6 separate regions of the Mus musculus genome follow, and all the other regions are linked to region 3. A link is a contact called in public Hi-C, capture Hi-C and promoter capture Hi-C data. All regions are on one chromosome and are shown on one strand. The core of a region is the stretch at or near the end of the contact, and the rest is flanking DNA. Distances in the headings are between cores, read along the strand shown. Region 1 holds the start of Mfap5 (microfibrillar associated protein 5). Region 2 holds the start of 1700063H04Rik (RIKEN cDNA 1700063H04 gene). Region 3 holds the start of Foxj2 (forkhead box J2). Region 4 holds the start of Clec4a2 (C-type lectin domain family 4, member a2). Region 5 holds the start of Clec4d (C-type lectin domain family 4, member d). Region 6 holds the start of Clec4e (C-type lectin domain family 4, member e).

Region 1 (4,459 bases), core at 952-3,451, 310 kb before region 3:
AGAAGATCTCCAAACGGATTCTTCCCTGAAGTGACTGATAAGTATAAAAATGACATTAAACAAACAACAAACAAACAAAGAAACCCATGTTTATATTAAAGGTTTCCCAACTGGTGACGCTCTTTATGACATAAAAGAACAGCTAGACGATAAGGATCAAATATCAAATATTCCGATGAGAGAAACTTTGTACAGAGCATATAACAGACCAATATTTACTGTGCTATCATTGGGGTGCACACCTTTAGTCTCAGCACTTGAGAAGCAGAGACAAGAGGATCTCTGGGAGTTCAAAAACAGTTTGGTCTACCTAGAGAGTTCCAGGACATCCAGGGCTGAGTAGAAAGACCCTGTCTCAAAAAAGAAAACAAATTGATATGTCTGATAGTATCCAGCCTACAAAAAAGTTTGTAGAGAAACAACCCTCTATCCCAGGACACACATCCTGACAACACTTCTTGAGGAAGAGAAAGCAAAGCTAAAGTTAAGTCACACCAAACAAGGCCACCATGGAAGACACTTCTAACTAGGTAGACCTGGCTACCTCCCTAGTGGTGTACCCCAAATACTTGCTGTTTCTCCTGGCCAAGTGCTCATGTTCCATCTCCCCTCTCCTTCTCTCTCCCAGTCCTTCCTCCTCCTTCTCCTCCTCGCCTCTCCTCTCTTCTCGAACCAGGTAACCCCAAACCCACCTACCTGTAATCCCTCCAGTAATTGACTGTAGCCAATTTTATTTAACCAAAAGTCTTAAATTAAGGAGCAAGGTTTGCGCAACAAAAGCTTGTGAACCGGAGAAGCCACCACTCATAGGCCTAAACCTTTTGGTACAGAATTTAGATTTACAATACACGGCAACAGACCAAACTTCAACAGCAGACCAAGGTGGCCTCACATCCTCCTGCCTCTGCCTCCTGAGTGCTGCCACTTTGCCATGCTCAGTCCAAGGCCTTCCCCCACCCCCCACCCCTCTTTTTTGTTTGTTTTGTTTTGTTTTGTTTTTGAGACAGGGTTTCTCTGTGTAGCCCTGGCTGTCCCGGAGCTCACTCTGTAGACCACGCTGGCTTTGAACTCAGAAATCCAACTGCCTCTGCTTCCCAAGTGCTGAGATTAAAGACCCTGCTGTCTTCAGAAGCTTTTAAAAGGAAAAGTGAATTAGGCCCTCATGTTACCTGTATGAAAGGAAGTTCTGGTTTGTTTCAGCTGTCTTCTCATTGTTGTTTTTCAAGTGAAAGTTTTGTTTTGTTTTGTTTTGTTTTTAGAAGATGTTTAGTGTTAGGATGGTTCAAATGTAAAAAGGAAGATTCTTAATCTTTTAAACACGAAGTTGTATTAGTAGAAACTTGTAAATTAGGTGCTAAATAAAATATCAAACCCACGAAGACCAGGGACTTGGTAGTGTAAGCCTATAATCCCACTACATGGAAAGCTCAAGATAACCACAGTTGGAGGCTAGCCTGGGCTATATGACCAGCTCCAGGCCAGCCAGGAAGACAGAGGCTTGCAATGTATCTCATTAGGATGCTGGTTTGGCCGGCATGGAGCCCTGGGTTTAATCCCCAGCACTCCACAAACTAGGCAAAGCGCCCCATGCCTGGGAAATAGAGGCAGGAGGATCAGACATGCAAGCACATCCTTACACCACCAGCAGCATAGGGAGTTTGCAGTCAGCCTGTCCAACCTGGGCAACCCTAACTCATACAAAGGAAAGGAGGAAGCAGGGAGGGGTGGACACAGGGGAAGAGGGAAGAAAGGGGAAGAGAGGGAAACGAGTAATGATTCAAATAGAGAAGAATGCCAGAGAGAGAGAGAGACAGACAGACAGAGAGACAGAGACAGAGTCCAGTGAGATTAGGGGGAGCATGCTTGGGGGGGACAGGAACCCGAGGCAGAAAGGCAAGCTGAGCCCAGCAGTGACAGGGAAAGTGGACTGATGAAAGGAGAGCAGATGTTGGGCCGGCCCTGGCCCTTCGAGGGAGCAGTGAGCTCCCTCTCCAGTGTGGTCATAACCTTTGGAATGAGGGTGTGAGTGACTGCAAATTCCCATCTCCCTTCTCATTCCAGCCTTATTGTAACACTGCTTTCTACGCCTCTCTCTCTCTCTCTCTCTCTCTCTCTCTCTCTCTCTCTCTCTCTCTCTCTTCCCCTCCCTCCCTTCCTTCCTCCCTCTCTCCCTCTTTGCTCTGCCCCCCCCCTTCATTGTTTTAGAATAGGCCAAATGTGAAGTCTTTCCAAGGGTGTGGCTGTGTTCATCTTATTCTCCAGCCCAAGTAGAACAGCAGAGAAGCGTGAGAAGGACGGACACACTCAGCAGCCAGAGGCCACCGGCAGACAGATCGCAGCTCTGTAGACAGTGAGTTGTTTACAAAACTATACATTGAGAATGTCTGTGTGTGCATGTGTGTGCTAAAGGGTGGAGAATGTCCCTAACTTAGAATTGAGCCCTCTCCATTATGTGGGGAACTCAAAGGAGAAGGAACACCGAGATCAGCAGATGATATTGGAAAAGACACAGATGCACCAAAGGTAGCTTAGATATTAGGAGTGAAAGAGGCTATGGGGCAGGGCCAAGGATGCCTTAATTAGAATACCAAAGGTCCTCCCTCCTTGTTACATGCCTGCATTCCAAGCTAAAAGGTGGTGGATTGAGAAGAGTGGGGTGGCGGTGGGGTGGCAGGGGTGGAGGGTGGGGGAAGTGAAGCGAGTCCAGGAGTTCAAGACCAGCCTGGGTAGCATAACTAAACAACTCAAATTTAAAAAGATATTTTCTGTAGAATGATGGTCGTGACAGTCAGAGGGACATGAATGTCGGATGAGAGAAAAGGAAGGGTTTGAGCTGTACAAAGAAAGCAAGGTTTCCGGAGTGAAAATGGGAGAGGGGGATGCAAGCCAGACGTGAGATGTTGCTATCTCTCGGCATCATGGTCTCTGCTTCTCTCCCATCCTCCACCCATCTCCTAGATATGCTGTTCTTGGGGCAGAAGGCCTTGCTGCTTGTCTTGGCAATCAGCATCCCCTCTGGTGAGTCTTTCTGTCTTGACTCTTCTTTCCCTAACACATCAGATTCTTGGTTCTCCATGCCCATGGGGTTATCTATGGGTTAGATGGGGGTGGGGCTGAGAGTGAAGGGGCGTGGCATTGGGCTATGGGTTAGATGGGAGGTTGAGACTGAAGGGGCGTGGCAAGAGATGTCTTGTGTTGACACAAAGGTGAGAGTTTGCAGGTGGTGAGAGCTAGCCTCGGACTTAAGGGTGGTTAAGATGATGTGAAATTACAATACAAGCACTTATTAATCCCTAGAAAAGAGTTGCATATTGATATATGACTCAGCAAATACCAAAGGAACAAGAAGTTACATACACCTACAGAGACCACCATACGGGAAACTGGATCCCCTTAAGCCCCTTGAGGGAAAGACCACCTAACACTTGCTCCGGCGGACGCACAAAGATTTACATACATGATGGAAGTATATGCTACGTGTACGCACAAAAGGAGTGCAGTCGTCGCAGGTAGCATAGAATCCAGCTAAAGGATTGGCTATAGAAAGCAATCTTGGATGCTGAAGAAACGCTACTGTATTCCCCCTCCTCTTTCTGCCAGATGCAATCCCACAATTGGCTTGCCCAGTGGTGCAGCTGATTCAGGGGCTGTGGGCCCGGGCAGGACACGCTAAAGAGCCTGCCGGGTTCCTCTGTGGCCCTTCTTGGGAATGAGATCAAGAGGGGGACCTGAGTCAGGGCAGAGCAACAGTGGGCTTTGTGCTCCATAACTTGTCTTTGTTGCGTGGTTTCTAATGCTTGGTTAGTTTTGTGCATAGCCTTGTGCTCTTGTGTGGAAATATATAGGGACAAAGACAAATCACAAAGACGATATGCAACAATATCTCCATTGTATTCTGGTTCATCTCATAAAAGTGTTGTGGTGGAGAAAGTTGGAGTTATATCCATTTTCTTTCTTTTTGACAGACTGGCTACCCCTAGGGGTCAGTGGTCAACGCGGAGGTAGGTGAAGTCTTCCTTATGGGTTCAATTGGGGTTCTTGCCAGGATTACATAAAGCAGTACTGAGAATCTGTTTTAGGGCCAGGCAAGATGACACATGCCTGAATCCCAGCACTCAGGGAGTAGAGGCAAGCAGATGGAGTTCGGGGCCAGCCAGGGATTCATGAGACACAAACAGTCAAGAATCTATTCTAGAGCTGGTTGTAGTGGCCCATGCTAGTAGGATTTGCTGACAGAGGCAGGGAGATCATGGGTTTGAGGCCAGCCTGGGCTATACACATTTTGCCAGGTGGTGGTGGCACATGCCTTTAATCCCAACACTCAGCACAGGCAGGAGGATCTCTGAGTTCAAAGCTGGCCTGGTCTACAGAGTGACTTCCAAGACAGCCAGGGCTACACAGAGAAACCCTGTCTCAAAATACAACCAAACCAACCAAACAAACAAATCTGTTCTAGAAC
Region 2 (4,228 bases), core at 1,695-4,194, 430 kb before region 3:
GTGTTTGGTTTTATGCTGTTGTTTTGGTGCTGAGGGTGGAACTAGGGACCTTGTAACACATCCTAGGCCACCACTCTACCACTGAAGCGTGTTCCCAGCCCAAGTGACTCATTTCTAGTGAAGAGACAGAGCCGGAGTAATGGGTTATCCCTTCTTAGTATTATACAAAGACTGCAGGTTCTCTCTAGGGTGCAGGTTTGCCATCTCTGTAGAAAGGCAGCTGCCTGGTGATGCAGCAGCCCAGAGAAGACTCATGTGGTGAGCTATGGAAGGAGAACTCCAGCTGACAGCCGAAGCCAAGAACTGTGGCATTCAGTCTGTGTGCCTGTCAGAAACTGAGGCTTTGAAGCGGGCTTGAAAGCCAATCTTCTCCTCTCGAGTCTGCAGGTGAAAACACAGCTAGACAGCTTCAGGAGAGACCTGGATGCCGTACAGACCAAGGGTGGGATCATATGCCAATAATCCCAGCACTTGGGAGATGGAGGCTTGGGTCAGAAGTTCAAGACCATCCTTAGCTACAAAGCCAATCTGAGGTCAACCTGAAATATATGTGACTGTGTATAAATAAATACATGTTTGTTCTTCCAACCCACTAAGTTTTACAGTCATTTAGAACTAATACATATTTTGATGGCAGTTATTTACTCCAAGAGAACAGCCAGTTGGTTGGTATGAAGATTAAATGATTCAGTATAGGGGCTGGAAGGATGGCTCAGAGGTTAAGATCACTGGCTGCTCTTGTCCAGTACCTTGGTTCAATTTCCAATATGGGCATGGTGGCTCACAACCACCTATAACTCCATTTCCAGGGATCCTCTTCTGACCTCCACAGGATCCTGTATGCACATGGCACATGGACACACACCAGGCATATACACATCAAACAAACAAACAAACAAACAAACAAACAAACATTGTTACAGGATATATTTGATCACACTGTGAACCTTGAGATTGGTTTATTTGCTGAAAAAGCTGTTTCTAGTTGTGGTGTGGCTCAGTCTTAGCACACATTTCATCCTTCTGGCTGGAATTCAGACATGCCCTTAGTACACACCTTTAATCCTAAACAATGAAGGTAAAGTTAGTTTGTGGAAGGCAGTGCCCATGTTTGAAAGTGATGCCTAATTGAATAGCAGACCAAGTGACAAATCAGAGAAAGATTTGACAGAATAGGATACACCCAACTCTCAGGAGAACAGACAGGAAAGAGAGCCTACTTAAGAGAGAAGTGCAGAAAAGAAAAAGGGGAGAGAGAGGGGAGGAGAAGAGAGAGGGGGTGGGGGAGAGAGAGGAGTTTTACAGAAACAGGTTAAAGAGAAAACAAGCTAGATACAGCTGAAGACAGAACAAGCCAGAGAATAAGAAGAAGCCAGAAGATTAGAACATACTGCCAGAGTTGGCTTGAGGTCAAGCAGAGCAATTCAGTTGGTTCAATAGAGTTCAGAAAAAAAAAAAAAAGAAAAAGAAAAATCTTGCGCGCGCTCGACTGGCCAGGAAGAACGACGCTGCAACAGGATCCTTCTGCACACGTTTATTGGGAGAGCTTGATTGTAGAGGCGAAAGACCCTGAGCCCAGAACTGGCGCTGCTTACATAGGCCTAGGAGAGGTGTATCTCACATCTGATTGGTTAACTTGTCTTGGCAAAAGAACCTTCACTGCCTATGTATGTGTGGTGGCCAGCAGTAGCCAACTGCCACTCTGCAACTGCCACTCTGCAACTGCCACTCTGCAACGGCTTCCCACAGAAAAAAGAAAGGGTGAGCTCACTCAGCAGTAAGTCTCAGAGGTTGGAAACATTCTAGGCCTAGATAAGACTATACAGAGGCTAGAAGCTTCCAGGACTAGGCCTAAGTTAACACAGTAAGCCTCAGAGACAACAATTACAACAGGAGACTAGAAGATACTATTACAAAATATTTTTTAAGAAATGGGTAGGACTGGTGAGATGGCTCAGTGGTTAAGAGCGCCTACTGCTCTTCTAAAGGTCCTGAGTTCAAATCCCAGCAACCACATGGTGGCTTATAACCATCCTTAACGAAATCTGATGCTCTCTTCTGGAGTGTTTGAAGACAGCTACAGTGTACTTACATATAAAAAAAATAAATAAATAAAAAATATTTTTAAAAATGGGTAAACACATTAAAGCAGACTAGTTACCTGTCCTGTGGTGAGTCCTTGTCCTGTCATAAGTACCAAAAGCTCTCCTTTCACCCTCAGGATATTCCAGGTTGGATGGATTTGTTTGGACATCATTTTTGAGTCTTTGCTCATTTACTTACCACATAGCCTCGGAAGGAAAGGAGAGAGGGAAATAAACGGGAGGAAAGCAGAAGCAAGCACATGGAGCAGGAAACATGGAGGGAGGTCTCCAAGCCTGCCGGCTTCCCAGCCCATCAGCCCTCGCTTCCCCAGCTTGACAGGTCTTTGCACCATCAGCGCACAGGCAGCTGGAGGCCAGATAATCTGGCCATGAGTCTACGGGCACTCACGATCACGTGAGTCTGAACCCGAATGATTAAAGAGATAAAGTTCTGGAAAGTGGAGCATGACAGCACGGGCCTGTAAACACTCCTCAGCAGGCTGGGTCAGGAGCTCGAACCCAAATCCCGGCTGGGTTACAGAGTGCGTTCAAGGCCAGTGGAAGCAGCTTTGTGGAGACTCCATCTCAAAATAAAAAGCAGGCTGGGAGGTGGGAATGGGATGAGAAAGGATAACGGGAGGTGGGAACGATAAAAATGTAGTCATGTATGGAACTGTCCAAGAATAATATAAATTAAAACCAACAAACAAAAAAGTAGAGCGTTTGGTTAGGGGGCTTGAAGCCGTGTGCTCAACTTACATATGAAGGAAGGAAGGAAAGAAGGGAGGTGGGAGGGGGCAGGGGTGGAGAGAGAAGGGTGGTGTGAGCATAGAAGATAGTGCTAGGGAAACTCGGGGCCTGAGACGCCAACATGGCCTCTCCCAGGGAAGTCCCGTATGCTTCCAATTTAGGGACAGCCTTGTGGTGTGGGCCCGAGACTCCAGGGCTGCACAGCTTCTAGTATCCCCATTCTCATCCCGATGCAGTCCTTTAGATAACTGAAGACGGTGGAAGTAAGGATTCCCCACGAATGACTGAGTAAAAGCAGCGTCAGGTCAACCAAGAGTGGGCAGAAAGCAGTCAGCCCAGGCGAAGCCTTTGGAATGGGAGGTTGTAGACTGTCACAGCCTTCCGCTCAGTGATGGCACCGGGAACTGTGGCCTGGATCACCCTGATCCCCAAGAATCTAAGTTAGGTCTGCTGGGTGTGGGGGGAGCAGCAGCGCCTTGGAGAGGACTGATCTGCAAAAGGAAAAGTAGAGGCGTCCGCACCCGAGAAAAGGGGTGTCACGATTATGTGGCTGGTGGGGTGTCACGATTATGTGGCTCTTGGCTTGTCAAAAATGGGAACGTAGTCAGTGTTTTTAAGCATCAGTGTGGACTTAGGGTGAACATGCAGTGTGCGTGCGCTTCGTGGATGTGTAGTTTGTTCTCCGGGGGTGGGGCTGGGGGAGGAGTTCCTGACACTGAGATTTTCCAAAAAAAACGATTCTGACTTTTCTGCAGACTCTATCCCATCGCTTACATGAAACTTACTGGAATCAATTCCCACAGCCAGGTCTCTGGGAAAGACTTGGAGTCCTCTGAGAGCCCTCTGTCTGCGGGCGATGGCGATAGCGATGCCAACCCAGCCTTCGGGGCAATACCGCCATCTGCTGACGAGGCTAAGAAGAAAATACAGGAAAACAAGACTCCCATTATGATCTGGGAGATTGGTAAGAAATTCAGAGCCAACCAGAGAACTCACTCATACAAAGAAAAGGACCGCCACGGAGAGGAGAAGTCAGAAAGGCCACCGGGGAAGTACGGACAAAGAGTTGTGATCAGAGACTGAACAGATACGGGATCCAGGCTTCAAAGGCTCTTCCTGGAGAGATATTCTGGAAATGTCCTGCATCTACGACACAGAACCAATCTGAAGTGGCAGACTCGGTCTGAGAGCAGAGCTGGTTTTCAGGGTCCAGGGTCCCACAGCTTACCTCCCTGAGTGGCAGTGCTGTCGAGTGGAGGGTAGCAACTGCCATCTCCTGGCTTCTTGACTTTGGCATCTAGTAAAGTTTTCAAGTGCATGTCCTGACCATAGAGACCAACAAATGATGCGTCAATGTGCCCAATGAGGTCTAGCTAGCTCAGCCACAAATGTAT
Region 3 (4,118 bases), core at 1,242-3,741:
GTACCCCTGCATAGAGATACTTAATTTAAAAACAAAAGAGCTATTTTGAAAGAAAAAAAAAAAACCACTAACAGTGCCTGTGCACACAGGCCTGTAATTCCAGCACTTGGGCGGGTGGAGACAGGAGGCCAGGCATTTAAACTTATCTATTTATGTTTACATGTATGAGTGTTTTACATGCATTTGTGTGGTGTGCATATATATATATATATATATATATATATATATATATATATGTGTGTGTGTGTGTGTGTGTGTATTTATTTATTTATATTTATATGTATGTACACACACACACACACACACACACACACACACACAAACCACCTGTGCACCTATGGAGGTAACTAGAGGGTATTGGTTCCCCTGAGACTGTTACAGATGGTTGTGAGCTTGCATGTTGGGGTTGGAAATCGAACCTGGGTCTTCTGGAAGAACAGGTGCTCTGAACTTCAAGCCAATGCTTCACTCCAGGATCAGAAGTTTAAAGCTATCCTTTGCTACATAGAGAGTTTGAGGCTAGCCTGGGCTATAAGACCTATTTTATAACAATGCCTCCCCCTCCCTAACTCATTACATAGTGTAGGCTGGCCTTGAACTACTGATCTTCCTGGTTTCTCCTCCCCAGTGTTGGGACCATAAATACTTGCCATTGTATAGGGTTGTGCTTTTGTGGTGCTAGGGATAGAGGCCAGGGCCTCATGCTTGCCAGGCAAGCCCTCTACCAGTTGGGCTGTAAGCCTGGCCCCATCTTATCCTTTTTACAGATAGGGTCTCATGATATAGTTTAGCTGCCCTTGAAATCAAGATCCTCCTCTAGCTGCCCTTGAACTCAAGATACTCACAAGTGGGTGCCACTAGGCTGGAGGAAATGAATCTTTTCACATGGATACTGGAAGTGTGGGGAGGGAAGAGGCTTTGTTAGGGGGCTCACTGACTGGCAATTTGAGAATGACATGTTTTCCCAGTTTAAGCCAACAATGTACTAGAGGTTTAGACCCTGGCTCTAAGGCCATTTGGGTTCAACACCTGACACAAAGTAACACTACGAATTGCATAATGGTGCGAATTACATGAACTCAGACACAAACAATATCTTCAAGCTGTAGTTACACTCTAAAGGCCTGATACTGCTGCATGGAATTGCCAGTAAGAATCAAGTGTGATAACACACGGAGAGTGTGAAGCCTTAATGCAGACGTTGTATGTGTAATGTGGTTATATGTACAAGAATGTAAGTAAATGGCAGTAGGCATATATTTAGCCAGAAGACAAATGACATCTCTTTCTACAGGGAGTCATCAAACTGTCATCTTTTTGAGCAATTCAAATATCAAGTGAACAATTTCTTTTGTCTTATCATTTTATAATAGAACACAATTGGAGAAAAGTAAGCCAGAGGGTGATATACCTAAGAGTTTGTACTGGAATAGCATGACTGGGGAGGTAAGAGATGGGCTAACCTGGTTCTATTTCCTGTCCCAGGATGGAGATTATTCTGTAAGAAGTAGAGGGATGTGCTGAGAGCCCATTCTATCTCCCTGTGGCACTCAGGATAACATAGTCTATAGAAATGTCACTTGACTTTAGCACAAAGGTAAAAAAAAATGACATTTTATAAGGGAAATGAATAATCATGCTTTGAACCCTTTGTGTACTAGACCATTTTAAAAAGCAACTCGTAAATCATTTCCTTTGGTGACTGCGACATCCATATTAGTAGGCAGGCCAGAGTATCATAGTCCCTTCTTCACAGGCTATGCTTCCAGAAACTAGGGCCTTGCACAAGTTTGCAGAGCCGAAACTAACACAAGACCCCATTTCCCGATGCTCATTTCTCTATAACAGACTCATTTATCTTTTTATACATCCTCGATCCAATCTTTCACTGACCTCCAGGATAAGAGTAAACTTTAACTTCACGCCCGGCCCTATAACCCTTTATAAGCTGTCTGGAAGAGAAAGAGAGGAGCCATCAAATGCGTTTCTGAGAAAACTGGGAATACTTGTCTTAGGCGTAGACCACAGCACAATGAGAGGTGTGTGTGGCCCTTAGCGTGGACGCTGGCATCGCCAGTGCCCGGGACGGAGGGTCGGCGACCCGTGGGCTGCGGGGCTCCGCGCTCCTCCTTAACCCGCGCCGGGAGGCGGCGGCCGCGGCGGCGGGAGGGGGAGGGGCGCGGAGCGCGGCGCCGAGGCCGGGGAGGAGCCGGGGCCTGCAGCGGAGCTGAGCCGAGCCCGAGCCGAGCCCCGACGCGCTCCGTCCGCCTGCCGGCTCCTGGCTGCCCCGACCGGTCGGAGCCTCAGAGGTGGCAGCGCGGGGAGCCCCACGCTCCGGGAAGCGCGGCGGACGGGGGACGTGACCCGGGAGGCGCTGCCGCCCGGCAGCGGGTGACGGGAGCCCGGACCGCGGCCTCCGGGACCCTGCTGTCCAGGCCGGCCGGCCAGGCGGGCGGGAGCCGGAGTGCGAGGACCCCACCCTCGGGACACCCTGTGCCGGGACCTGCTCCCTCTCCCTTGGGAGGGAGGACCCTCCCTACTCCCCGGACAGCCAGAAGAGATCGCCGCAGGGCACGCGGCTGTCCCTCCCACGGTGGCTCCAGCGGAGACCCCCAGAAGTCGGGAAGGGTAGTGAGACCTGAAGGACCCGGAGTGAGACCTCCCTCACGCCTCAGCGCACTCCAGACAGTTTGGGACTTTTGAGGCAGAGAGAAAGGGAGCCATGCCTGTGGAGTAGGCACCCCGCATCCCACCCGGGACTCACCGCGGAGAGGCGTCCTGATACGCACAAGCCAGGACCCTCCAGGGAACCGCCAGGAATTGGTTCCAGTTTGCTGGAGAGTAGAAGACCTCGCCCCTCAACTTCCGTGCACCTAGACAGTGGACCGGGGCAGAGCCCCTCCACTCAGATCTCCAACTGACAGAAAGAGCCCTCAGCCCCTGAAAGATCCAGTTTGGGGGGGGAGGGGGATTCCCCCAAAGGGGAGGAGACAACTCCTGGCTGGGAGAGGCTCCTCCCCTCCTCCCTAGGGTAGCAGGCAGGGGGTGGGGGGTGTGCCATCTTCCCCAGGTAGGTCCTCCCTCTCCCCCTCCTCCTCCTTCGACTCCTCTTCCTCAGGGGACTCAGTTCCCTGCTCCAGCCTGGGAGGCTCCGCCAGGCACTGGAAGAGTCACTGAGGATGCCACCTGTCACCTGCCTCTGAAGAGGGGAATCCCTGCAACCTCAAACTTCTGTACCAGGTGGTTTCCTCCAGCGGCGGGGGGAGCCTTGGAGACAGGTTAGTGCTTTCCGTTCTGTAGTCTTTAGACACCAGGAGGTGTGGGGAGCGGAAATGGTGGAGCTTAGGGTTCATTCGAAGGGAAGAAGAAAGACCCCTGGGAAATGTCTTCCGATGGAACTTTTGCACTGGAACCCACATGTTGCTTCAGAGACTCTGAGAAATGGCCTTTTAAGATTTTGGAGTCCAAAGGGTTGGGTCATTTGCAGCCCCTAGAGAAGTTGATGCTTTGGACTGAGAACAGACAACAGGTGCGTTTTCAGGACGCCATGGTGTTAGTAACTCAGGACACAGCACAGTCAGAATCCCACAGCACTGTCCATCTTTGGGTCTTGTCCTCTGGTGACTGGACCTGCAGTAAATGACCTGCAGTCGTGGGGGCATTTTATGGATTGTATTGTATCGTCCAGGGCATGCCTAAGTCAGTTTAATATTCAACAGACGTCTTCTTTCCAGTCTATTACAATGACTGCTTGCCTGACTGGCGACAGGTCCCCGCCCACTCTGTCTTGGATACCAGGAGGGAGGCCCCTTTTGACAACCCTACTTCAGGCTGGATATCTGCCTCTCTGTGTAAAATCCAAAGGGAAATGCGAATGCACATGTCCTGGAATGAGAAGGAACTGTCAGGGCAATGCACCTTGGTGGGCTGGAGTCTTCCTAGATACCAAATCTGCCTTAGTCCCCTCATGTGTCCTGCCATTCGCTGGAAAAATCAGCTGAATGGAGGAAGAGAAGAAGGTGCTTCCTAGCTTCCTTCCACCCGTCCCTCTATCTTCATGAGCTGTCCACCAGGGAGGTCTGACCTCTGAGGAGTTTATTTTAGAGTTTCCTCCAGGA
Region 4 (4,679 bases), core at 1,792-4,291, 300 kb after region 3:
ACAACAACAACAACAACAACAACAACAACAACTACCAGTGAAGGCTTCTCCAGAGCCTTGTACAATCTTAGTAAATAATGTGGACACTTTTCCAGGGCTCCTCAATTTTGTCTTAAGGTCTTAAAACTGCTAAGCAACATCATTCTATAGAAACATCATCAAACCTGTTCTTATAGATCAGAGTATCAACCTTCACCCAGCAACTGATCTTTTATGATATTCATTCCCCTAGCACTAATTCACTGTTCAATATTTGCTGTTTCTTCTGTCTGCCAGGTTAGTCATTGCAACTGTGGTCTAACCTCTAATACTGCTGTTACCAATCCCTTCCAGTTTTGGGGAATAACTCTACTTTGAGAACCTCAGTTATTTAGAATTTGTTTTGCATAAGTTTAGTGCATTCTTATGAAATTATGGCTTCTTTAAAATTCATTAGAGCTATTACTTCTATGGGATACCATCCTATCTTCTCATAACCTTGTTCCTCATCATTACATTAGTTGTATAACTTTTGGGAAAGCTGTGGTGGTCTATAACCCTGGGCTGCCCCTCCACCCACTCTGGCAGCACAGTTGGTTAGGAATTAACCCTTTCCCTCAAAATGGCCTGTTTCATCAGATTGTACTCCTGCTTTTTCAGCTTTTCTCTGACCCATCCACCCTCTGGCACAATTTCTTTCCTCATTCTTCCTGTGGGAAGTCTCCATTCTCTTGCTCAGTCACTGGGCCTGAGCCTTTTATGTTCTCCCTTTTCAATGATCCTTGCTCTCTTGTGCTTCCATCTCCACCCACAGTTTTTCCAGTTGCACAGCCAACTTTACATTCCTTTCAGAAACAAAAGAATAGATTGACCCCTTTTGTTTACACCGCCTTTTTTTTTGTATTTTGTGCCCCCTCAGTTCGAGTCACAGTTTTTCTAACTCCTCAGCCAGTTTTTCAAGTCTTTTTTGAAATAAAATATATGAAGAAGGAAAAGAAAAAATAAGAGAAATCCCTCTGGGAGTAAAGTAGAGATACCCCAGTAGTAGTAGATGCAATAAACGTTTTGCTGGCTTCTTAAATACCCATATCCCCCCCCCCCAACATTTCTTTTATGGCACTTGAAATCAAAATTTTCATTTTATCCTTAAATTTTGAGCTACAGGCTGAGTTGCCATTTGTTGTTACATTTTGGGTTCACCTTTTCCCACCATTTATCTCTGCTCCTCATCATTTCACCCCCATATAACTAGATAGGAGAAAGAGGAGAGATAGAAAGAAGAGAAAGATAGAGATCCTTGAATCTAATCTCTTGCTTGTTTCTTCTTTGAGCATGACTACTAATAATCTGAAAACCCCTCCCCCTCACAACCACTAACCACCAATTCTGCCTATCGGGGCTCTAGAATTTATATACTCTCTGAAAATTTCCCAGGATTCCAAACATGACACAATTGCAGAAACTTTCTGAAACTGGAATAAGCACACCGCCACCAGATCATGAGGTTAATTATCGTCAGCTGCTGTGGGAAGTCTGAAACAAGCACAGGTTGCTGCACCTGAGATTCAGAATGAAAATATATTCTTATATTTCTATGTTTTTTAAAAGAAGTAAAAATTTCAAAATTCTCACCACAAGCTTCCTTGCAGAGGGTAGACCAGGCATGGGTAAAGAGTGTGCATGGTGGAAAACTCACTGTGGGACGTTACTGTCTATTAAGGTAACGAGAATATCCATGCCTGGTTGTGGATGGCCTGACATTGGGTGTTAGCAGTCAAGTAGGATGAGGAGTGTATCTATGCACAGAAGGCAGAAATGGTGTCACTTTCAGAGAATCGTGAGGTGAGAATGCTGTCTGCTTGGTGGGATATCTCTGTGTCGCTGCTTGGTACCTTCCAGGGTGTTGAGAGTTTCTGCCCATCAAGGTGACCTTGGTGGTGTGCTAAAACCCAGGGAGGCTGAGTGGAGTCTTCCCAGAGATCAGCACCAGGAATGAGAGCACATCCAGCTTAGGGGACATAGGCTTGACCTGAGGTTTGGAGTCCACCCAGAAAGTACAGGCCTCTAAGTGAAGTGTGAGCAACATTGTGGGAAAGAGATGGGAGCATCCAAGAGATTATCACTTGGGAGTTTGAGATAGAGATAATGAGCATAGATTTGTTTTTACTCATAGATGTAGATTAGAAATGCCAAATTTTGGAAATAAAACGAAACCTGTGGCTTTACATTAAAATGGGGGTAATAGTGTTAACCCATGGTTTTCAGCATGTTTGGATATAAAAGCAAAAGAAAACCAGTAAATACAAACTCTCTCTCTCTCTCTCTGTGTGTCTTATGCATGCACATGTTGTTTGATTGTTATGTGTAGTGTAACATGGAAGTAGCTAGAGGAGATTCAAAGAAGGGAAGTCTTTGGAAGAACTGAAGGCTGAGCATGTGGCTGTGAGCTGGAAGATGTCTGTGGGAGTGACTCAAATGATTCCATCTCCAGCAGCTCAAGTAAGTGTCCCCTCTTGTACTCTGTGATCCATTTTATTCTCTCAACTATTCCCAACAGTGCAGTGAACATTTAAAGCATGAGCTGAGGAGGGCTGGGAGTAAGGGAAGAGAGGCACAAGGAGAGGAGAGAGTCCAACCACTGCTACTATCCAGAGCTGTTTCAGGAGCTCTGGGCATGTCCAGTAGCAAAGTGAGTGGAGAGTCCCCATGCAGGTAGTTATGAATCTATGGCAGGAGGCAGAGTGCTCAGAGGAGCAACTTCAGAAGAAACAGAATGTGAACTTTGCCTTCCCCACACTGGTGGCAGCTGAGAAAAAAGTGGGAATCCACACAATGGTGAGGGCTAATGGTCCACTACAATGTGGTATCAAAATTTTCCTGTTCAGTCAAAATCATCGTTGTGCCTTAAGAGTTTGCTTATGTTGTCTGGTTTTCCAGAAACCACATTTGCATATAGAAGTGAGTGAATTTATGTGTGCTGCAGAGTGTTTTACAACAGGGTTCTCTAATAGCATGGTTCCTCTTTCTCCTCCTTCCTCTTTCTTTCCTTCCCCCTTTGAGTTCCCACTTTGCAGTACTTGCATATCTTGCTGAGTGGGTTTGAGGGCTACAATTCTTATTTTCTTATGTTAAGAGGTTGCATTTCCCTTATCTCGCCCTGGTGATTCTATGCTGTGGTTTCTTGTTCTCATCTCGTTTATCCTAGTGAGACATGTCTCTTCTTTCATACAACTGTGCAATATGACAACTTATCACAGTGATTGGTTCTCATATACTATAGAGCCTTAGAGAAGGAACAAGGCTCTCTTCTGACGGAGGAAGATTTTTTCTTGATATGGCTTCAGAAATCACTTATGCAGAAGTGAAGTTCAAGAATGAATCCAACTCCTTGCACACCTACTCAGAATCTCCTGCAGGTAAAACAAAACAGAAATCCCTGTCTGTACTTAATGTAGATGGGAGGATAAAGGAAATGTCATTCTCAAAGTTAGGTGGTATTTGTGAATGATTTTTTGAGTGCTCCCATCTGGTATTTTACTGGAGTCTCAGCTGTTTAACTGTAAATTGACTTGAAGAGCTGTAGAGTTGTATAGTGGGAAGGAAAAGCTTTCTTGGCATGGTTTTTTTCTTGTTATTTACAAAAACTATACCTTGAATCTTGCTGTATTTCCTGCTCTATATAAATGAACATAAATGCATATATTTTTCTGAAAATTAAATCATATTGTTTAATAGTGAGCTCTCCCCTCTACGCTTGACAGAATTTTGTAACTTCATGAAAACTGTTTCAGTGTTTGGAGCTTTTATCCTGAAGGAACTTTTTTTTTTCTTTTATACGATAGATCAGAGCAAAACCTCTCACTTAATAGGCAGTTGCTCCGCTAAAGTTTCCAGCCATTTGAGAGTGGTTATCAGACTGACATTATGCTCAAGAGGTGGACTATGATTAGAAATATTTATCTCTTATTATATATTTGTCTTTAATATTTGGATAGTCTGGAAGTGATTTAAATATACAGTACTGCAACCACAGTAAAGAACACTATGAAAGTACAGTGACCTGAAAATATATTTATAATACTGATGCAAAGAAAAGTTGTAGGGCAGGTGGCAATGTTTATGTTGTGTTATCATGTGAGAAACATATTATATATACGTACTTTAACACTTGCTAAAAGGTTCACATGTGCTCTAATTCCAGCATTCATGAAGCAGAGGCAGGAGGATCACTGGAGATTTGAAGCCAGTCTTGTCTACATAATGAGTTGTAGACCATCCAAGACTACATAGAGAGACACTAGCTTCTTATACCTTTCATCACCAAAAACAAACAAACAAACAAACAAACAAACAAACAAATGAATGAACAAACAAGCCAAAACAAAAACAAACCCAACCCCCAAAACCACACACAAAGAAACAAAACACTCTATGAAAAACATTAATAAAGTATTTTTGTAATATATATTTACATATATTTGTATAAATGTGTACATGTAAGTATACACACATATATGTATTCAAAGTATTTTTTCAAATCTCAAAATATTAATACCGGTTACTTCAACAGTATAAGTCTGTGCATTTTTTATTGTTTTAAATGTTTCTGCTATTAGTAACTATGTGTCATGGAGGAAAATGAAGAAGAGGAGGGTGGAAAAGAAGAAACAAAGATAAAACTTACTTCTCACGAAATGAAT
Region 5 (4,414 bases), core at 846-3,345, 440 kb after region 3:
AACCAGCATATCTCATACTGGCTTGCTTGCTATGCCTGCAAATGGTTGAGAAACTTCTACACCACAGTGTTTAACACACAAACCACCACCTTCCCACTGCCATCATGCTCCTCTCCATGAAACCCACAATAAGAGCTTGCTTGAATATGTTCTTCTCACCTAGGCAGACCTGTGCCAATCTGTCAGCAGCTATACCTGCCCCACCTCTAGCACCCTCTGTATCCTTTCCCAGCTCTCTCTAGAAACCTATCTTACCTGGAGCCTGGGACCACTATTTACTCAATAGCTTACCAAATAATGTAGTGATGATACAATCAAATATTTCTTAGATGACTTAGCAGTTTTTGTCTCTTCCACAATGATGTGCTTATGCATGACCGGCTCGTGTTATGTGCGTCACTGATTGCCAATTTCCCAAACCACAAGGCCACAACCCAGAGGGCCACATTGGGGATTTATCTTCTGGAGGAAAGCCTGCATTGTTAACTCTTCTGATGAATGTATTTGACTCCCTTTTGTTGTACATTATGAACCTTCACTATGTGTGGGTGCCTGGCTTTTTCCTCTTCCTGTTATTAGGTGTAATGGCTTACACATGTTGGCCTTTTCTGTTCTGAGTACAGAATGGACTCATCTGCCCACAATCGCTTGCCTTATAATTTCTTGTATCTGTTATTTAATTTTACAAAAACAAAACACTATATAGCTATACTGGAAATATGTATGTAGTCTTCATTTAAGAAAATAATACATATTTTAATGTGCATAATCATAATTATTTGATGAATGAGATCCATTGAAAACGGATGACATCTATAACATTTATTTATGTTTTATGACATATGAATTATTTATTCTCTGAATAATTGTGAATCCATAGTGAGCCTTATACATTCAAATAATAATCAAATATTTCATTGTCATAATGAAATAAATTATTTTTGTTAACTGAAGTTAAATTTGTTTTTGGAGACCTATCAAGATGTCCATTTTGCCTTTTACCATTTGTAAAGATTTCTTAGCTTAGAATCTGATTTTCAGTTTTGTTTCTGATTTTGTTGCTGCTTCCCCCTTGATAAACTTGCTGTCTGTTATCTAGGAAAATTATGGAATTTAGCCAACAGGCCCATCACTTTGCTAATTTTGACACAAGAATAATACACAATAAGAACTCAGATCTTACTTTCTCCAAGCCTCCTATGACGCTAAGGAAAAAAAAAATCAGGAAAGGTGTTATATGCTGTACAATAGACTTTAAGAAACATTTCTAAGCTGCTGGGTATTTATGATAATTGAGTTCAGACACAACAACAGTGCTATAGATGCATGGTATATATTTATTCTCATGAATATATGGGGGCTATATGTGCAAGGTCTCTTTGTGGTGGGATCCCTTCTCTAAGCTTGGAGAAGGCTGCTCTCTTGCTGTGTCCCAGTATTCTAGAAGGGGTTGGGGAAAGGAGAAGGAGTAAGGAGAGGGTAGAGGAGAGAAGGGACTAGGGAGAGGGGAGAGGAGAGAGGAGAGAAGAGAGAAGAAAGAGGAGAGAGATGAGACGAGGGTGAGAGGAGACAGAGTTCTAAGCATGGTAGTTTTATCATAAGGACTCCCCACTTACGAACTTAGCTAACTCTAGTGACCTCCCTGGGTTCCACCTTTAAACACCAACAGAAGTGTTTATGGCTTCAACGAATAAAGTTTGGAGGAACACAAATGTCCATTCTTTAATAATCCTGTAGGTGGAACCAGAGATCACAATAGTGTCTATCATACAACCTTTTCTTCCTTTGCCGTAACAAGCCTACTTTCACTTACCTGAGAAAATGTTGAAATCTAATCAGTGGCTTCACCAACTTCTTCCTCTGTTCTAAAGCAAAGGATTTCATGTCTTTACATGCACCATGTGCACAAAATCTATGTTAAAAGCTTTGTTCATTGTTATTTTGGACATATTTCATTGAGCTAGAGAACTTTCTAAGCCTCATTTTACCTCAAACTACCTTTGAAAACATGACATATGAGTAGCAAAAACACATTGAGAAATCTTACATGACACACTTCTGGAAGTTTTTACTGGCTTTGGGGTTGCTTTCTCAATTTCCTTTTCCTCTTTGCTCCCTGTGTTCTAGTACATTAGAGGAAACTCTGTTTTTAAGATTTATTCTTTTTCACTTGGCTCTCTTGTACTGAACACTTACTGATCTTACCAGAATAAGACAGATGTATTGATGTCCAATCTTAAATGTTTCTGAAGAGATACTTGTGATGGAAATATACACTCTGGGCAAGAAGTAAAAAGCAGACTGGAATCTCTTGACACACATAATGTGGCTGGAAGAATCCCAAATGAAATGTGAGTCTCTCTCTTTATCTGTCTATCTGTCTATCTGTCTGTCTGTCTGTCTATCTATCTATCTATCTATCTATCTATCTATCTATCTATCTATTTATCTACCTATCTATCAATCATTTATCCACCCATCCACTTCCCCCTCCTACTTTCTTTCTCTTCTCCCCTTCCTTTCTTCCCATGGTCCTCCTCTTCCTCCTTGTCTTTCGCCCCTCTTTCTCTTAACTCTTCCTTCTTCAAGATAAAGTTTTGTTACGTAGCACAGGCTGGTCTTGAATTTTCTGTGTAGCCTGGGATTGCCTCAGACTTGACCTCCTTTCTTCCAACTTTTGAGGGCTGAGTCTTTAGTTGATATGTGATCATGCTCAGCCCTTTTCACATTTAACTAGATTAAGTACTCATGACTATAATTTTAAAATGTGAATTGATGGCAGTGTAAAGATTTAAGAAGAGGGGTATTAGAACACAATGAGGATGGCCTTGATGGAGACAAAGGACATGGCTGATTCCTGGTAAGCTGTGTAACAGATGCTAAGACCAAGGAAAGGAGATCCTAAAATCAGATAGAAGCAAGAGGGGAGATAAAGTATATTTTAAAAAGAAATGAGATAAAATGAAAAGGAGAATTAAATACTTTGGAAGATTCCTTTGACAAGAAGAGAGAAAAATAGTACATAGAACATATAGATGTAGGCTCATAGTATGCCAGAGACTCTCCCTGGTTTCCCGATTGATTTAAAGGATGCTACTGGATCTGCACTGTGAGACTGTGAAATAATGCTTTATTATAGTAATTATATTATATTACTTATAAGCAAGCTATTGATACATCTTTTGGATAAGACATGGCCATTGCAGCCATGAACTCCTAGTAGCTATTGTCACCTGCACAAGACTTGGCATAAGATTAAACTAACAAGATCAGTCAACATTCCAGTAGACAGCACTTAGTGGACTGAGTGGATTACAGAGACAAGGCAGCAAAGGAGAGAACGTGAAAAGGGAAGTGGGAACATGTAGGGGATTCCTGGGGATGGGAGGGGGAGGGTGAGATGGGGGTGGAGCTTGAGGATGGTAATGATCAAGATACAGTGCCTAGATGTTTGAAATTACCAAGTAATAAATAAAAGATGTTATAGTAATAAATACATTGGAAAATGTTAAATTATGCTTACAATTTAAATCTTGCTTAATCTCACCAGTCTACTAGAGCTAACTTCACCAGGACCATGCTCTATCAAAAAACCTGGTTGTTTTGTTTTCTTGTTTGTTTGTGTGTGTGTTTGTGTGTGTGTTCTGCTTGCTTGTTTTTGGTTACTATTTTGTGTTGGAGACTGGAAGCAGTGTCTACCACATGCTAGAGAAGTAAGTGCTCCACCCTGAGCTATACACACCCAGCCCTTTCTTTATTTTTAATTTCTTCACAGACTATCACTGTGTATCCTAGGCTAGAATTGAACTCCTTTCATAACCCAGGTAGCTCTTGAATTTGTAATTCTCACCTCGCCTCCTGAGTAGTTGGCATTATATTCCTGTTGCACCAGACCTGGCAGAAAAAACAGTGCAAGAATTAATTTTTTTTATACAAATAAATTCAGTTATTTCTGGGTCATGGAGTTCTAGACTGAAGTTGTTACAGCAAATGTAGTGCATTTACAAATGGATAAATGCTGGGCCAGCAAGGTGGCTCAGTAGGTGAAGGCACCTGCCTCAAGCCTGAGGACCCACACAGTGCAGGGACAGAACAAACTGCCACAGGTTGTCTTCTGACTTCCACACGTGCACCAGGACACACGTGCACACGCACGTGCACACACACACAGACACACACACATGGACACACACACAGACACACACACACAGACACATACACAGACACACACACACACACACACACACACACACACACACACACAGAGGAACATACATAGCTAAGAGTGAATAAATGCTGCTCATTGATGTTTCTCCGGGTTTACTTTTCCTTTCTACACTCAGCAACACAGCCCTCTCTCTCTCTCTTGAGTACTTTATCTCAGCCATGCCCACACTGCACGCTTTCTTTCATT
Region 6 (4,674 bases), core at 928-3,427, 470 kb after region 3:
ATTGTCTCAGAGAGCTGCTTCATTAAAGATGTCAGACCCGTAACACTAAGATTCTTAGCAAAAGCCTTCTCCACGCACACATAGCCGACTTGATCCCAACCAGATGGGGATCCTGCCTGTTCCAGACTCTGCTTCAATCTTTCAGCCCAGTCTGCAGCAGCGACTGATAGGGCCAAGGGAAGAGGCAGACTGTGGACCCCACGCTTTCAGGACTTTGCCCAGCCCTCTCCAAGCCAGTGTACCAGCAGCATCGGGACACCTTGAGGGGAAAGGTGGAACCAGGAAGCGCAAATTAATATAGTGTCAAGTTGCCATTTATATATTTGTGTTTATGTCCATAGATGAATAAACACAGCGCAGCCTCCATCGCAGAGCCTGTCATGGTGGTGACTGGCAGAGGATGAAGAAGTACAGGACTACACAAGGTGCTGAGAATAAATAATGGATAGTGTTCATCTCTAAACCAGATATTAATCACCCATTTTATGGTGTTGGGTACACTGCAGAAAAGGGAAAGAATGTAATAGCCTGAATAAAAGGCGAATAGTTGGGAAAACGGCATCTTCTGGAGAGGACACAGCTATTACAATCACAAACCAACAGGCCTGTGCTGGGTTTGCCAAAGAATGGTTGGAGAAGGGTACGTCTTCTGTTGGAGTGCTTCCTATTGATAGATTCAGGGAGTGGGGAAATTGCTCCTTTCAATTGTGTACTCTGAATGACCCTATCATTCTCCAATGGATACCCTCCTCCAATGGATGTTCTCCCCCAATGGATGCCCTCCTCCAATGGATACCCTCCTCCAATGGATGTTCTCCCCCAATGGATGCCCTCCTCCAATGGATGCCCTCCCTCTGTGATCATACAGATGGCCCATGTTAAACCCAACTAAACTAAACTAAACTAAACTAAACTAAACTAACTAAAACTCATGAAACTGAGAAAGGAAGCAGGTGGGGTTAGTAGTGAAGGGAGGTACATAAGAGAGGGTGTGAGAGAAAGAGTAATGGAAAACATTATATACACATATGAAACTGTTAAACAACAAAGTCGGTCAAGAATAATTAAATATAGCATGCACAAAACTTTATTAAAACAAAACCAAAAAGCCTCTTTATAGGAAAAGTGATGCACCAAGCAAGAATCTACTGCTAGTGTTTGCCATGGAGAGACAGAGTGAATCTGATCATCAGAACCCACCGACACATCTGGTGATGAAACAGCCACTGAGAAACAGGATGGAGGCCCCGGCTATCGTCCAGGAGAGCACTTGGGAGTTTTTGAAGCATCCTCTCTCTGTAGGAAGAAGGATAAAATACACAGTGGATCTTCCCAAAGCAATATACGAACGAGATTTGAGTTGACTTTATCTTTACTCCTTCCTGTTTTCATTTCATATCTACCAGTCCCCAGGCTTGCCCATGCATCCGTGCCCTCTGGAGACTGTTGGTCCTCACCCAGAAAGCTAACAATCCAGGCGAGCCGTGTGGAAGCCTCTGCTTCCGGCCGATGTTAGCCTGGAAACCACACCTTAAGAAGTCTGAGCTTTTCATTTCTACTCTCCCCATTTAAAATGCTTCTGCACTTTAAGGACTGCCCTCCGTGCTTCCTCCCTTTCTTCTCTTCTCATCTTACCTCACTTTCTCCCTTTGCCTTTCTAGTCTTTCTCCTGCTGGGCTCTTCTCAGCATTTCATTTTTAAGCTTTTTGTAAATTAGACCAAACAGTTGGCAGCCATGCAGTAAGTACTTTCTTATGCCAGATATACATTTTACAGACAATTCGAGTAAATTCCACAGAAGTGAAGGACTTGCTCAAAGACATTCAGAGTATCACAGAAGGTAGAAACAGTCAGCAGGCAAGCTCCTCCCACCTCCCTTGGCCCCTTCTCCCAGACTCCTCAGCAAGAGCTCTGACCTTTCCTCTCTTTTGTTTTGTTTCCACCTCAGTAAGTGCTTTTCTATCACCCTAGCCCTTGGCAAACTTCTAAGAGAGTCAAGGAGGATGCCTAGATTGTACCTGTGTGGTGGGATGCAGGCGATTTGGTTGAATTCATTCTTCCTTTTTCCTGCCTTTCTTCCTTTTCCTTCTCTTCTCAGTTTAGAAAGAGCCCCTGGAAAGTGAGTCTTGAATGGTGAATCCTTGGCCCTCTTTTTAAAAGTTCAAGACTAACAGACCGGATAGCACAGTATGTCAACGTGCTTTATAGATGTGCAATTAAGTCAGAATTTCCTCTCTTGCACAAGGACAAGGAGTTTAGTGGACACCACGCCAATTCTCACTCCAGACCACAAAAGAGGAAATGATGAAGTATATGCTAAGCATCAAGAGAAATGGCAGAGAGGCCTGAAAAATATATCTGTGTTATTTTAGTTGGTAAATGCCTTACTTTTCTCAAAGTCTAACTTGGTCCCGATTTTCCTTTGGCACTATGTGCCTCAGTACCACATTCTGAATTCTTGTTGTTTTTTGTTTGTTTGTTGTTTCTATCAAGTATACATTTGTTCACAGACAGGAGGCTGAGAGCCTCTAAATTATCTCTGCCCACACCACACAGCTGGGAACATAATGTGCATATTTACAAGTTGGCAATGAAAGTTTTCTTTAGGTCCTTTCTGTTCCTCTTCCTTTACCAGCTCTTAGGTGCTCACTGTGTGGAATCTGACCCCTTTACCAAGATGCTATCCACTGGACTGTTTTATAGATCAGCCACACATGCCTTTGTGAGTCAGTTCAGTTTCTTAAACTGACACACAATGTCTAAGGACTCATTAGGTACTTTAATTCTATTTTTTATTTATTTGGAAATTTTAGAGGAGGAACAGATTTGAGTGTCAGCAGAAGCAATTTCAGTTAGACAGAACTCAGTGTTTGTCTGGAATGTGAGCTTGATATAGGATGTCTTTCCTTAACTTCCTACAAGTTTTCTAAAGACTCTTTAATGTCTGTAAAAGTCACACTAGTATCAGCTGTCTTGAGGTTATGAGTGTCAGGAGATAGAAGTGCTACACATATGACTTGGTAATCCCCGTGTTTGATGAGCCAGATTTCCTATGTGCTACACAATATTTTTTTTGCCTCAAGGAAACTTTCTATTATTTCCACAGATTGGAAATTTCCCTCAGAACTTTTTATTTTACAGACACGTGGATTTTTTTCAAGTATCTTGAAGCATATTTTAAAATTGATATGGCTTGGTTGAGTTGTCACTGAAATTTCATATGTAAGGCTTTGCTCCCCAGAGAAGAGGCTTTGTGGATGTATAGAGATGAGCTCTTGTGAAATGGCCATAGCTTCAGTGGCTTTGAAAGAGTCTGAACTATTTCAGTCTTCAATGGTTTCTTGACTTCTATCATGGTGTGCCATCATTTCCAAGATCCAAACCATGGGGTTACCAAATCCTTGACCTGATACTCCAGACAAACATGCCAAAAGAAAACTTTATTTCTGTATCATTGGTCTTTTGTGTCTCAAGATTCTTTTTGTAGGCTAGACTAACTTTTGAAACCCATAAGCAATGTAGGTTTTGCTATCCTCTAGGTCTTTTTCCTAAGTTTTTTCCTTCAAAGTCTAAAAGTTTTCACTGTAGAGTTTTATGTTTGTTTCCTTGGTTGGGTTTATTTCTGTTTTTAAAATTATATATTTTCTTTATTTACCATCTAAATGTTGTCCCCTTTCCTGGTTTTCCCTCTGAAAACTCCATTCCCTCACTACTCCCCCTGCTCACTAACCTACCCACCCCTGCTTTCTGGTCCAGGAATTCCCCTACACTGGGGCATTAAGCCTTTTTAGGACCAAGGGACTCTCCTCCCATTGATGAACAACAAGGCCATCCTCTGCTACATATGTGGCAGGAGCCATGGGTCCCTCCATGTGTAATCTTTGGTTGGTGGTTTAGTCCCTGGGAGCTCTGGGGATACTGGTTGGTTCATATTGTTGTTTCTCCTATGGGGCTGCAAACCTCTTCAGCTCCTTAGGTCATTTCTAATAAAAAATTAAATAAAAAATAAAAAAAGAAGATTATTTTCCTGCATTGGACAGTGATTTTATAGGGTGTAGTTTCCATCCTTGTTTTGGAGTTTTCCATTTATTATGCTTTGAAGGGCTGGATTTGTGGAAATATATTGTGTAAATTTGGTTATGTCATGGAATATCTTAGTTTCTCCATCTAGGGTAATTGAGAATTTTGCTGGGTATCTTAACCTGGGCTGGCATTTGTGTTCTCTTAGTGTCTGTATGAGATCTACCCAGGATCTTCTTGCTTTTATAGTCCCTGGTGAGAAATCTGGTATAATTCTGATAGATCTACATTTATATGTTACTTGACATGATTCCCTTACTGCTTTTAATATTCTTTCTTTGCTTTTAACATTTGGTGTTTTGATTATTAAGTGACAGGAGGAATTTCTTTTCTGCTCTAGTCTATTTGGTGCTCTCTAGGTTTCTTGTATGTTCATGGGCATCTTTTTCTTTAGGTTAGGGAAGTTTTCTTCTATAATTTAGTTGAAGGTATTTACTAGGCCTTTAAGTTGGGAATCTTTGCTTTCTTCTATACCTATTATCCCTATGTTTGGTCTTATCATTGTGTCCTGGGTTTTCTGGATGTTTTTGGTTAAGGCCTTTTAGTATTTTGCATTTTCTTTGACTGTTGTGTCTATGCTTTCTATGGTATCTT

The links. Promoter capture Hi-C pulls out the DNA fragments that hold promoters and counts their contacts. A called contact is a pair of places that touch in the nucleus more often than the background predicts. Capture Hi-C pulls out chosen DNA fragments and counts their contacts.
Region 1: a contact with region 3 is called in a promoter capture Hi-C map of adipose tissue. The contact joins the promoter of Mfap5 here to the promoter of Foxj2 in region 3. A contact is called at or near these places in 3 of 39 promoter capture datasets (embryonic stem cells and stem cell-derived epiblast-like cells), 1 of 115 datasets of contacts at active chromatin or transcription factors (memory CD8 T cells) and 2 of 9 other capture datasets (adipose tissue and pancreatic islet).
Region 2: a contact with region 3 is called in a Hi-C map of the G1E-ER4 cell line, with 2.5 times the contacts expected there. The contact joins the promoter of 1700063H04Rik here to the promoter of Foxj2 in region 3. A contact is called at or near these places in 1 of 39 promoter capture datasets (pre-B cells) and 2 of 484 Hi-C or Micro-C datasets (the G1E-ER4 cell line and erythroblasts).
Region 4: a contact with region 3 is called in a capture Hi-C map of macrophages, with 2.6 times the contacts expected there. The contact joins the promoter of Clec4a2 here to the promoter of Foxj2 in region 3. A contact is called at or near these places in 1 of 39 promoter capture datasets (neutrophils), 1 of 115 datasets of contacts at active chromatin or transcription factors (bone marrow-derived macrophages) and 2 of 9 other capture datasets (liver and macrophages).
Region 5: a contact with region 3 is called in a capture Hi-C map of macrophages, with 3 times the contacts expected there. The contact joins the promoter of Clec4d here to the promoter of Foxj2 in region 3. A contact is called at or near these places in 8 of 39 promoter capture datasets (the C10 cell line, the HPC-7 cell line, HPC-7-derived erythroid cells and 5 more), 4 of 484 Hi-C or Micro-C datasets (the HPC-7 cell line, bone marrow-derived macrophages, myeloid progenitors and 1 more), 4 of 115 datasets of contacts at active chromatin or transcription factors (the HPC-7 cell line, bone marrow-derived dendritic cells and bone marrow-derived macrophages) and 3 of 9 other capture datasets (adipose tissue, embryonic stem cells and macrophages).
Region 6: a contact with region 3 is called in a promoter capture Hi-C map of the HPC-7 cell line. The contact joins the promoter of Clec4e here to the promoter of Foxj2 in region 3. A contact is called at or near these places in 4 of 39 promoter capture datasets (the HPC-7 cell line, embryonic stem cells, macrophages and 1 more), 2 of 115 datasets of contacts at active chromatin or transcription factors (the HPC-7 cell line and bone marrow-derived macrophages) and 1 of 9 other capture datasets (macrophages).

The regions. Positions count from the first base shown.
Region 1 is chr6:122,511,383-122,515,841 of GRCm38.p6, forward strand. It overlaps Mfap5 (microfibrillar associated protein 5), which reads left to right and starts at 2,202. Exons shown (of 10, transcript NM_015776.3): 1 at 2,202-2,350; 2 at 2,959-3,018; 3 at 3,966-4,001. The coding sequence starts at 2,961.
Region 2 is chr6:122,388,435-122,392,662 of GRCm38.p6, forward strand. 1700063H04Rik (RIKEN cDNA 1700063H04 gene) reads left to right here and starts at 2,945. Exons shown (of 2, transcript NR_152109.1): 1 at 2,945-3,097; 2 at 3,590-4,228. RefSeq lists an enhancer at 4,171-4,228.
Region 3 is chr6:122,817,693-122,821,810 of GRCm38.p6, forward strand. It overlaps Foxj2 (forkhead box J2), which reads left to right and starts at 2,492. Exons shown (of 11, transcript NM_021899.3): 1 at 2,492-3,278.
Region 4 is chr6:123,120,275-123,124,953 of GRCm38.p6, forward strand. Clec4a2 (C-type lectin domain family 4, member a2) reads left to right here and starts at 3,042. Exons shown (of 6, transcript NM_011999.4): 1 at 3,042-3,395. The coding sequence starts at 3,314.
Region 5 is chr6:123,260,012-123,264,425 of GRCm38.p6, forward strand. It overlaps Clec4d (C-type lectin domain family 4, member d), which reads left to right and starts at 2,096. Exons shown (of 6, transcript NM_010819.4): 1 at 2,096-2,351. The coding sequence starts at 2,324.
Region 6 is chr6:123,287,694-123,292,367 of GRCm38.p6, forward strand. It overlaps Clec4e (C-type lectin domain family 4, member e), which reads right to left and starts at 2,178. Exons shown (of 6, transcript NM_019948.2): 1 at 2,019-2,178; 2 at 1,201-1,296. The coding sequence starts at 2,055.